Regions from separate parts of the Mus musculus genome. Here all the other regions are linked to region 2. A link is a contact called in public Hi-C data. All regions are on one chromosome and are shown on one strand. Each heading gives the region's core, a stretch centred on a gene start, on an enhancer-like site or on the middle of the called end of the contact. The rest is flanking DNA. Distances are from core to core; before and after follow the strand shown. Region 1 holds the start of E130120K24Rik (a long non-coding RNA gene). Region 2 has its middle 31 kb from the start of D330046F09Rik. Region 3 has its middle 30 kb from the start of E130120K24Rik.

What was found. Hi-C and Micro-C count contacts between places; a contact is called where the count stands out from the background.
Region 1: a Hi-C map of liver shows a contact between it and region 2, with 6 times the contacts expected there. The contact joins the promoter of E130120K24Rik here to the enhancer-like site in region 2. A contact is called at or near these places in 5 of 484 Hi-C or Micro-C datasets (the G1E-ER4 cell line, cortical neurons, liver and 1 more) and 1 of 115 datasets of contacts at active chromatin or transcription factors (embryonic stem cells).
Region 3: a Hi-C map of uterus shows a contact between it and region 2, with 1.9 times the contacts expected there. The contact joins two enhancer-like sites. A contact is called at or near these places in 6 of 484 Hi-C or Micro-C datasets (MC3T3-E1-derived osteoblasts, embryonic stem cells, muscle stem cells and 1 more) and 1 of 115 datasets of contacts at active chromatin or transcription factors (pancreatic cancer cells).

The regions. Positions count from the first base shown.
Region 1 is chr14:46,544,933-46,547,632 of GRCm38.p6, reverse strand. E130120K24Rik (a long non-coding RNA gene) reads right to left here and starts at 1,288. Exons shown (of 3, transcript XR_874591.1): 1 at 390-1,288.
Region 2 is chr14:46,702,933-46,705,632 of GRCm38.p6, reverse strand. No RefSeq gene overlaps it. Among named protein-coding and RNA genes, the nearest start is that of D330046F09Rik, 31 kb to the right of the region's middle. Within about 2 kb of position 1,257, at least 79 of the 459 cell types and tissues checked have an H3K27ac peak or open chromatin away from gene starts, as enhancers often do. A contact at or near this core is called in liver, pancreatic cancer cells, trophoblast stem cells and 1 more, where this site is marked.
Region 3 is chr14:46,515,080-46,517,779 of GRCm38.p6, reverse strand. No RefSeq gene overlaps it. Among named protein-coding and RNA genes, the nearest start is that of E130120K24Rik, 30 kb to the left of the region's middle. Within about 2 kb of position 1,304, at least 49 of the 459 cell types and tissues checked have an H3K27ac peak or open chromatin away from gene starts, as enhancers often do. A contact at or near this core is called in pancreatic cancer cells and uterus, where this site is marked.

The DNA.
Region 1 (2,700 bases), core at 39-2,538, 160 kb after region 2:
AGGTCTCTGCTTAAGGTCTCACAAGGATAAAGCTGCTCTATTACCTACACACTTTATAGCTAAGATCCTTGTTTTCTTCTCAGCAACTACAGTTGTCTTTGCCATTTAACCCTCTCACAAAATCCACACCCCCCCCCCCCCCCGCATGACTGGGTAAGTCCCTCTTGCCTCAGCCCTCATGTTCTCAACCCTCCTCTGGAGGACTCAGCAGATGACATGGGTTCCACCCTTTCTCATCTCCCCTCTTGCCAACTTAAAGTCAACTCTGTGGCCATCAGAGTGGCATTCTGCTGTGCTTGCTGGATTCTGTTAGTTTGAAGCAAGTCACAGTTCAAATGCCCTAGCACAAGGGTGTGAGCTCCTGGGAGACATCTTAGAATCCCACCCACCGTATACAGACAGCTTGGCTTGAGTGAAGAATACTCCTGTCTTTGTTGATCACTTGGATAACAGAGTTTTAGTGGAGGTGAATGGATGAGGAGCTGATGGAGTCTAGGCTCTTCGGTTGGGGAGCCATACATCTTTATGAAGAATATTACGAAAGAACCCATGACTGCCTGTATCTAATTCTGAGTAGATTGAGATGAACCCGTTTGAGGGGATTGTATAGATATGGCTGTGAGTAACATGAGGGAGACTTGATGCAAATGCTAGAAAAAAAATGAAAACAAATTAGTAATTTTCATTAATCAACCTTCCTGGTCTTTGAAAGCGTTTCATGACTCTTGGTAGACTCCTGAAGGCTCTTGTTTGCATGGCCCATTGGTTTTGTCTTCAGGTTCATAAAGTGTGCATGTATGTGCATGTGGGTTTTCTCTCTCTCTCTCTCTCTCTCTCTCTCTCTCTCTCTCTGTTGTGTGTACACACACGAGTGTGTGGAGAGAGGGTCTGCTGCGTGGGAATGGTAGCTTGCAGCAGATCCCCCTCTCTGTTCCTTCAAATACTCAAAAGCAAAGATCCTGAACTGAGGAAAAGACAGATGTAAAGAAATGGGCCAAGTTGCAGTATAGATTCATCAGAAAACTCGATGTGCAGCTGAAGAAAACACCAAGGACTTACTATTTCACCCCTACTCCCCACCTCCAGCTATTCCTTTCTACAGGATTCAGCCTTTTATATCCCAAGATTACCTCCAGATGGTCCGCAGGGTTCTCTCTCACAGCCACTTCCTGGTACATTTCTTTTCGTACCTGGGGAGAGGTACCACAGAGATCAATGCCAGAGGGCATTACTGCAAACACTGACCCACAAGGCACACTCCAGGCCACTGGAAGCATCTGCTTCACAAATGTCAGGCTGGGGGACATCACCAGATGTTCGTGTTGAAATACCATTTAGAAGACAAACATTGACTCCGAGGGCCAAGGGTCACCTAAACAAAGAGCCAGACTGGCAATGAGGCTCAAAGTGAAGGTACAGAAACTAGACTCAGATGGCCGTGACTCTGTCTAGCTCACAGTTTAAGAGACTTCCCGAGTCAGTAGAAACATCCTCATCTTTCATGACTTGTATTTTAAGTGTCTTAGGAGGGAGGGATTCTTAGGAAAATGGCTATCTGTCATTTCTGGGTTCAGAAGAATGAGGGCTTTTTAATTTAATTAATTAATTAATTAATTAATTAGGCCTTTTTGCTTTACTACACTGCCAGCTCTATCTGCTGCAAAGGGCATGAGTTTGTAGACAGGTTGTATTTCCCTCTATGGCTCCTTCTTTTTTATTCTGCCTTAAACCACACAACCTTTCACACATTCAAGGCAATGTTTAAAAAAAAAAACCCAAAATATCATGGAACATTTATCTAGCTAGGTGCAAATTTCAGAGGGAAGTTAGAGCAATATGTTGGCTAAGGGAGAACCAGTGGACATAGGTTTCCTTTGCTTCAACTAGACACATTAAGATGCAGTGAGGGAACTAGATGCTAGCTTGATTATTAAATCTCTAGACACTAAGCTGAGAATTGGAAGACTTTATTCTTTATATTGCCAACTATTTTATTATATTAGCAAAGGAAAAATAAAACTATTATAGCTTAAGTAGTTTGTCCTATGTCTGGGCAACACCTTCCCTCAAACTATCTTTAATGGAGGGCAGACTTGTAGAACATTATTAAAAACAAAACAAAACTCTGTGGTTGCATACACTTCACAGACCTGAAGAGAATCAGGTGAAATCAATAGAATTTGGGGTCTCCTTTTTTTTTTTTTTTTTTTTTTTTTAATCTGGCACACATGACGACTTGGCCCAGGGCAGGAGTCTTATAAGGCTAGGTATGGATTTGAAATATTTCTCAACGAAGTAGATGTCTTTCTGAAGCTCGTGAAATTTCAATTTTTTATTCACTTGAGGAAAAGCTGAAGGATCAAACCATGGTTTAACTTCCCAAGCACAGTGCAACAAGCTGGTGGAAGAGCTAAGACCAAACATCTTTTGAGTTTGCCTGACTTGTCTGAAGACACGAAGGAGCTGTTCTGTTTTGGGTTGTTGAAGCTGAGGCTGACTGACCACTGCGACCCAGCCAGTTTTAAGAATCATTTGTGGAATGTTGTTGGAGGGCCTGAGCACTCTATTACAGAGCTAGTCCCTGTGGGCTCCATCAAACAAGCCAGGCCCTCCCAGTCACTGCCTCAATATGGCTTCACAAACGAGAGTTCTTCTCCTCGTAGCTCAGCTCCAGGTTGAAGAAGGTTTAATTGTGTAGTT
Region 2 (2,700 bases), core at 8-2,507:
TCCACAACAACAGGCTACACTCTTGGTAAGTGAATTCTGCAAGAAGCCTGCTTGGCAAGCTTGTATACACACACACACACACACACACACACACACACACACACACACACACACACACACACCACACACCACAGACCACCCCCACAAGTATCTTTCAACTCTCAAAATTCTTCACACGCCTTTTTTTTCTTTTTCCTGATAAGAGGAGCAAACCACTAAACAAACAGGGGAGGTGCATGTCCTTTAGGGTCTGTAGTCACTTTTTTTTTTTATTAGATGTTATGTATCTGTGGATCGACTCCATTGTGATCCAGCGATCTGAATCTGCACTTGCTTACAAGTCTGTTTTTACAGACTGTGGAAGAACAGAGTTTTAATTGCTTGCCGAGGAGAGCGGGGATAGAATCCTCCAGGTAAATCTGGTATATGTGTCAGATTAGTTTTGCCTAGAGGAAACGCCATGTCTCAGCGTCTTATACCCCTAATTTATACCCCCTTATAACTGTGATTACCGTGACGTGGAGTAGAGAGATGCGGTGAATGATTCAGGAGGCTGGCACGGGAGGGTCACAAGTTTGAGACCACCACCACAAGAAAAAAAATGTAGTTCTCAGAAATTGGCTTCTGAGATTAAAGGGGAAACTATATAACCTTACTGGTTAATATTTCATAACCAGTAAGCTTTGGATGGGGGGGAAATTGAAGAAAACAGAACAAAGTGTGTTTGGCAGACTTCTGCTGTCTTTCCTGCCTACTCAACAAGCTCAAAGGCAAGGACCGTGTTTCTCTTGGTGGCTGCTCTCTCTAGGGAGGTAGAGTTGTTTTGTATAATTCAGCTGACATTACCTTAACTTCGGGACACTCACCTTGGAAAACAAACAGTTTGATACCCAGAAACATCTAGAAACTTCCCAGAAAGCAATGATCTTAGCCTGTGTTAGAAACAAACCAACAAAGCTTACTCTTCCTCCTCCCTGCCCCCACTCCTGTCCTCCAGGCTCCAGAAAACAAGTTTGTTGAGCAGGGAAGGGAAATGCCTCCAGCCAGCCAGTCTGAAGACAGGAATGCTGGGCAGGAGATCCGATCCACAATCGGAAGGGTAGAAGGGGCCGATAAGGCTGCATCAGTCACCAAAACAGGTTTCGGAGGTAAAGTGAGGAGGGCCAGGAAATTTGCGATAGGATCGCACTGGGCTGTTAAATCCTGGCACCCAGCGCAGGAGTGGTGACTAAGAGACACTATTTAAACAACAGAGTTTGCGCAAGCGCAAAGGCTCCCTAGCCAAGCTCCTGTGTCAGATCCTCCTGGAGCTTCTGGTCTCTCAGAAAGTACCACGTCTGTGGTCAGTGTCTGCACTGGGGCTGGAGATCAGCTGTGTGTTCATCTCTAAACATTTGAGTCTCTTTTCTAGGAGTACACCCCCCCCAGCCCCCCACTCCAGCCTGCTCCCTGACCCCCACATCCAGGCTGGTCTTCAATTTTCAATCTGCCTGCTGATCAGCCTCAACTGTTGGGAGTGAAATGAAGGTTTTCTGTGGCCCACTTCCCTTCGAGCAGAAGTAGACTGACTTTGGTTAATATCAATACAAGACACGTAACTACGTTTCTCTTGCTTTCTCCTCTTTTCTTGGAAGTACGTTTTTCTGGGTAGAAAGACAGCTTTGGACAGTTGTGCATTTTTCGGTCTCTGGAATTTTAGTATATGGTCCAAACCAGTCGGACTGTATGAGCTGGGCGTGGTGGTGCAAACCCTTAGTCCCAGCACTGGGGAGGCAGAGGCAGGCGGATTTCTGAGTTCGAGGCCAGCCTGGTCTACAGAGTGAGTTCCAGGACAGCCAGGGCTATACAGAGAAACCCTGTCTCGAAACAACAACAACAACAACAACAACCAAACAAAAAAACAAAGAGAGAGAGAGAGAGAGAGAGAGAGAGAGAGAGAGAGAGAGAGAGAGAGAGAGAGGCCAGTGTATCAGGACGTCACTGTGCCTGTCACATTTTTTTTTCTTGGAGTGTGTATATTAATGTGGCCACACATTGCGTATGGTGGGCGGGGACACCCTCAGGTGCTGTCCCCTCCTTTCTTTTTTCCTCTTCAAGACAGGTTCTTTCACTGGCCTGGAACTTGTCAAGTAGGCTGGTTGACCAGCCAGTGAGCCACAGAAGTCCACCTTTCCCGCACTCACGGCCATCCCAGCCTTTCTTCACCTTTGTGTGGGTACTAGAGACTGAACACAGCAGCAGGGTCTCACGCTTGCAGGGCAAGCACTTTCTGGCCGCGTCCACCAGGTGGAGGATTCTGACAGAGCGGACACCTGTTTCAGGGTGTTCTGATTCTTGTTGGGGGAGCTGGGTGGCCCTAAGCATAGCAGACCCTACAAGGGAAGCAATCAGGTGCCCACAGCAGGAGCCTCCCTTGGCCAGTAGGGGTGATCAAAGAATGGAAAGCCAGGGCCAGCACTTTTTTCAGTCCCATCGGTCTATGGTGAAATCTCAGGCGTCCGGTGTGCTTGACTCCCAGATCGAATCTTCGGAAGAGGCTGGTGGTGTGCCTGCTTCGGGATCCAGAGGCCAGCTCTCTGGCTTTCCCCTGGGAGAGCATGCCCAGGCTGGTAGGGTTGCAGTGTGGCTTAGAACCAGGAGAGAGTGCGCCCCCTCGGGAAAAGGGAGAGCTGTAATTCTCAAGAGTAGCGCTAGAGGTCG
Region 3 (2,700 bases), core at 55-2,554, 190 kb after region 2:
TTATTATCTTCAGGTAAGTTGAATGGTAGTGAGGATAGAAGTCTTGGAGATAACCTGTACATTCTGAAGAGGAACTAGAAAGGAGCCGGAAGTAAAGACAAAAATAATAGAGACCTGGAGCCTAGGCAGAAGAGCCTAGGTTTCCTTTCTGTGGGAAGTCTCTGGGTGTCAGTGGCTTGATGGAACAGAAGTTCTCACTATTTGGTCCACGTTCAACAATACACAGAATCATAAAAGCATAGCAAAAGCTTGTACCACAGAGGTTTTTCAAGGAAAAAGGGATAAGCTCGGTCCAAAACTATTATGCAGGGCGGAGACATTCCAAGCATGCCATTCCATGCCTGTGCCAGGGGAATGTGGGCACAGCATAGAAACAATGGCCAAGGCTGGAGAGATTAAGAGGACCAGGGAAATTTTGAATAAAAAAAAAAAACAAGTAGTGAAGAGTGTACCCTACCTCCCACACACGAAAGCTTCCCTCTTTGGGGGTTTAAGTGTGGGTTGAATTAGTTTTTAGATTCATCAGCTATAAATCCCCAAAATTTGGTGCTAAATGATTAGAGCTGCATCTTGCAAAAAGTATACACACACACACACACACACACACACACACACACACACACACACACACAGAGAGAGAACCAGAAAAAGATACTGGATAAATAGTTTGTTGATATTTCAACTCCAAACTCAAAATGACACTATCATCTCTTTCCATTTTCCTGGATTCCAGGTGGGATAAACCTCCATAATGAAAGTTTGTTATATTTAAAAAATAAATGCAAACAGCCTTTCCAATCACTCTCGGAAATTCTGAACCTAGAGAAACATAGCCATTCCCGTCCACACATTTCCTTATCCTGGGAACGAGTATTGTCATGGTGGTTGTTTGGGCTCCATCCACATTTGTGATCCTTTGAAACATGAGAGGAGTTTTGATTTTGAAAGGTGCCCCACGATTCCCAAGAACTCTATTGGCTCACAGCTGTGGGAATGGCTGCATCTGCTTCGTGTTTATAGCCATCCATCTTCATTCTTTTTGGTAGATAAACTGAAAATAGGAGTAAACATGGCCCTCCCCAAAAAGGATATTTTTGGAGGTTTTTTCGATAAGAATTTTAGTTAAGTGCTTTGGGGGAAAATTACCACAACCCACTTCACTAAGAGCTATTGTTTTGTTTTCTTTGACTGATAATATATTTAACCAAAGAAGAACAATTCAGTTGCCTGGTGATGGGATGATTCAGTTTCTCCAAGGCGGGGTTCAGAGAACCTTAGTCACAGTCACCTGGAGAGTTCTGAAGACTTTAGATTCCTGGGCCCTACTCCAACCCTGTGACTCAGGAGCCTCAGGACCACAACGAGGAAGCTGTGTGTTTAGTGAGTCCTGCAGGTGGTTCCTATGTATCTTCATATGTAAGGGGGCATGATTCTTCAAATCAGCAATCAGTGCTTGATCTTGGGTGAGGTAGCTACATCACCCACCTCCAAGGTTCGGAGAGGAGTATCAGTGGGAGGAAGGATGGGAGAATATGAAAGTCAGAAGATGGAGAGGGATGTCGTGAGATGCTGCCTTCTGGACATGTGGGCATGGATTCTCACAGAATGGATGCTTACCTGCACAAGACCTGCTTAAGCCTAGGACCGCTAACTTCCCATTGAGCCTGAGGAGGGAGACTCATGAGGCCCTCAGTCCTTCCTAAGGAGCCACAGGCAGTTAGTTAATAGATGCTGGGAGGGAAGAGAGTCCTCGGTGATGTAGAGTAAGTTGCCTTTGCTCGTGAAAAATAACCTCTCAGTCAAGCTTATGTGAGCGATTTTAATTCAATACAGTGGGGTACACACAGAGAGGAGCAATTTTAATTCAATACAGTGGGGTGCACACAGAGAGACATGGGTAGGAGGGCTAACTTGTTGGGGAGACAAAGAGGTTCTATGGGAGTGTGAGGGATGTAAGATGTGAGAGGGATTTTATATATATATATATATATGTAATTTTTGAAGGATAAGTAATAAATAACATAAAAATAAATAAAAGAAATTTAAAATGAACAAATTAACAAACAAAAGTGCTTTTGCTCAGGAGTCCCTCTAACTCTGATGAAAGGGTCAGGGCCAAGTTGTCTTGGGAGGTGGGCAGCCCAGTTTAAAACCCAGTGAAAGTGATTTTTCCATCTCCTCAATGTCTCTCGTTTTGTTTGCTCTGTCCCAAAGCTTCCTTCACATGGCACAGCATTTGGAATTGAGGGTCCACCCTGAAGCAGTTTACTGTGGATCCTCTGCTGATGCTCGGCGACCATGAGTTACATTTTAAGAAGAGCTCCTACATTCGGTCAGCACAGTTGCCTGACAGCTCTGGGATATCAGGCAGATCTATGTCTACTTTCCAGGGCAGTGGTTCTTGGACTTTTAACTGCATGGTAGAATCTCGTGGATTTAGAACTCCTCCATCTCAGGCTAAACTCCAGACCAAAGTCATTAAACCTACAAGACAGGATCCAGGCCTCTGAGCTTTGTGACGCTCCCTGGTGATTCCAATGTACCATCAAGGCCAAGGCCTTCCTTCGGTCCTAGGGCATCTGGAGAAAGCACAGATTCTAACATCTGTAGGGATCATCAGTGGCTTTCTCTGCAGACAGAACTCTTCATTTCCTATGGTTAGGGCTATATGCATGGTTTAGAAGGCATTTCTTATGAAAA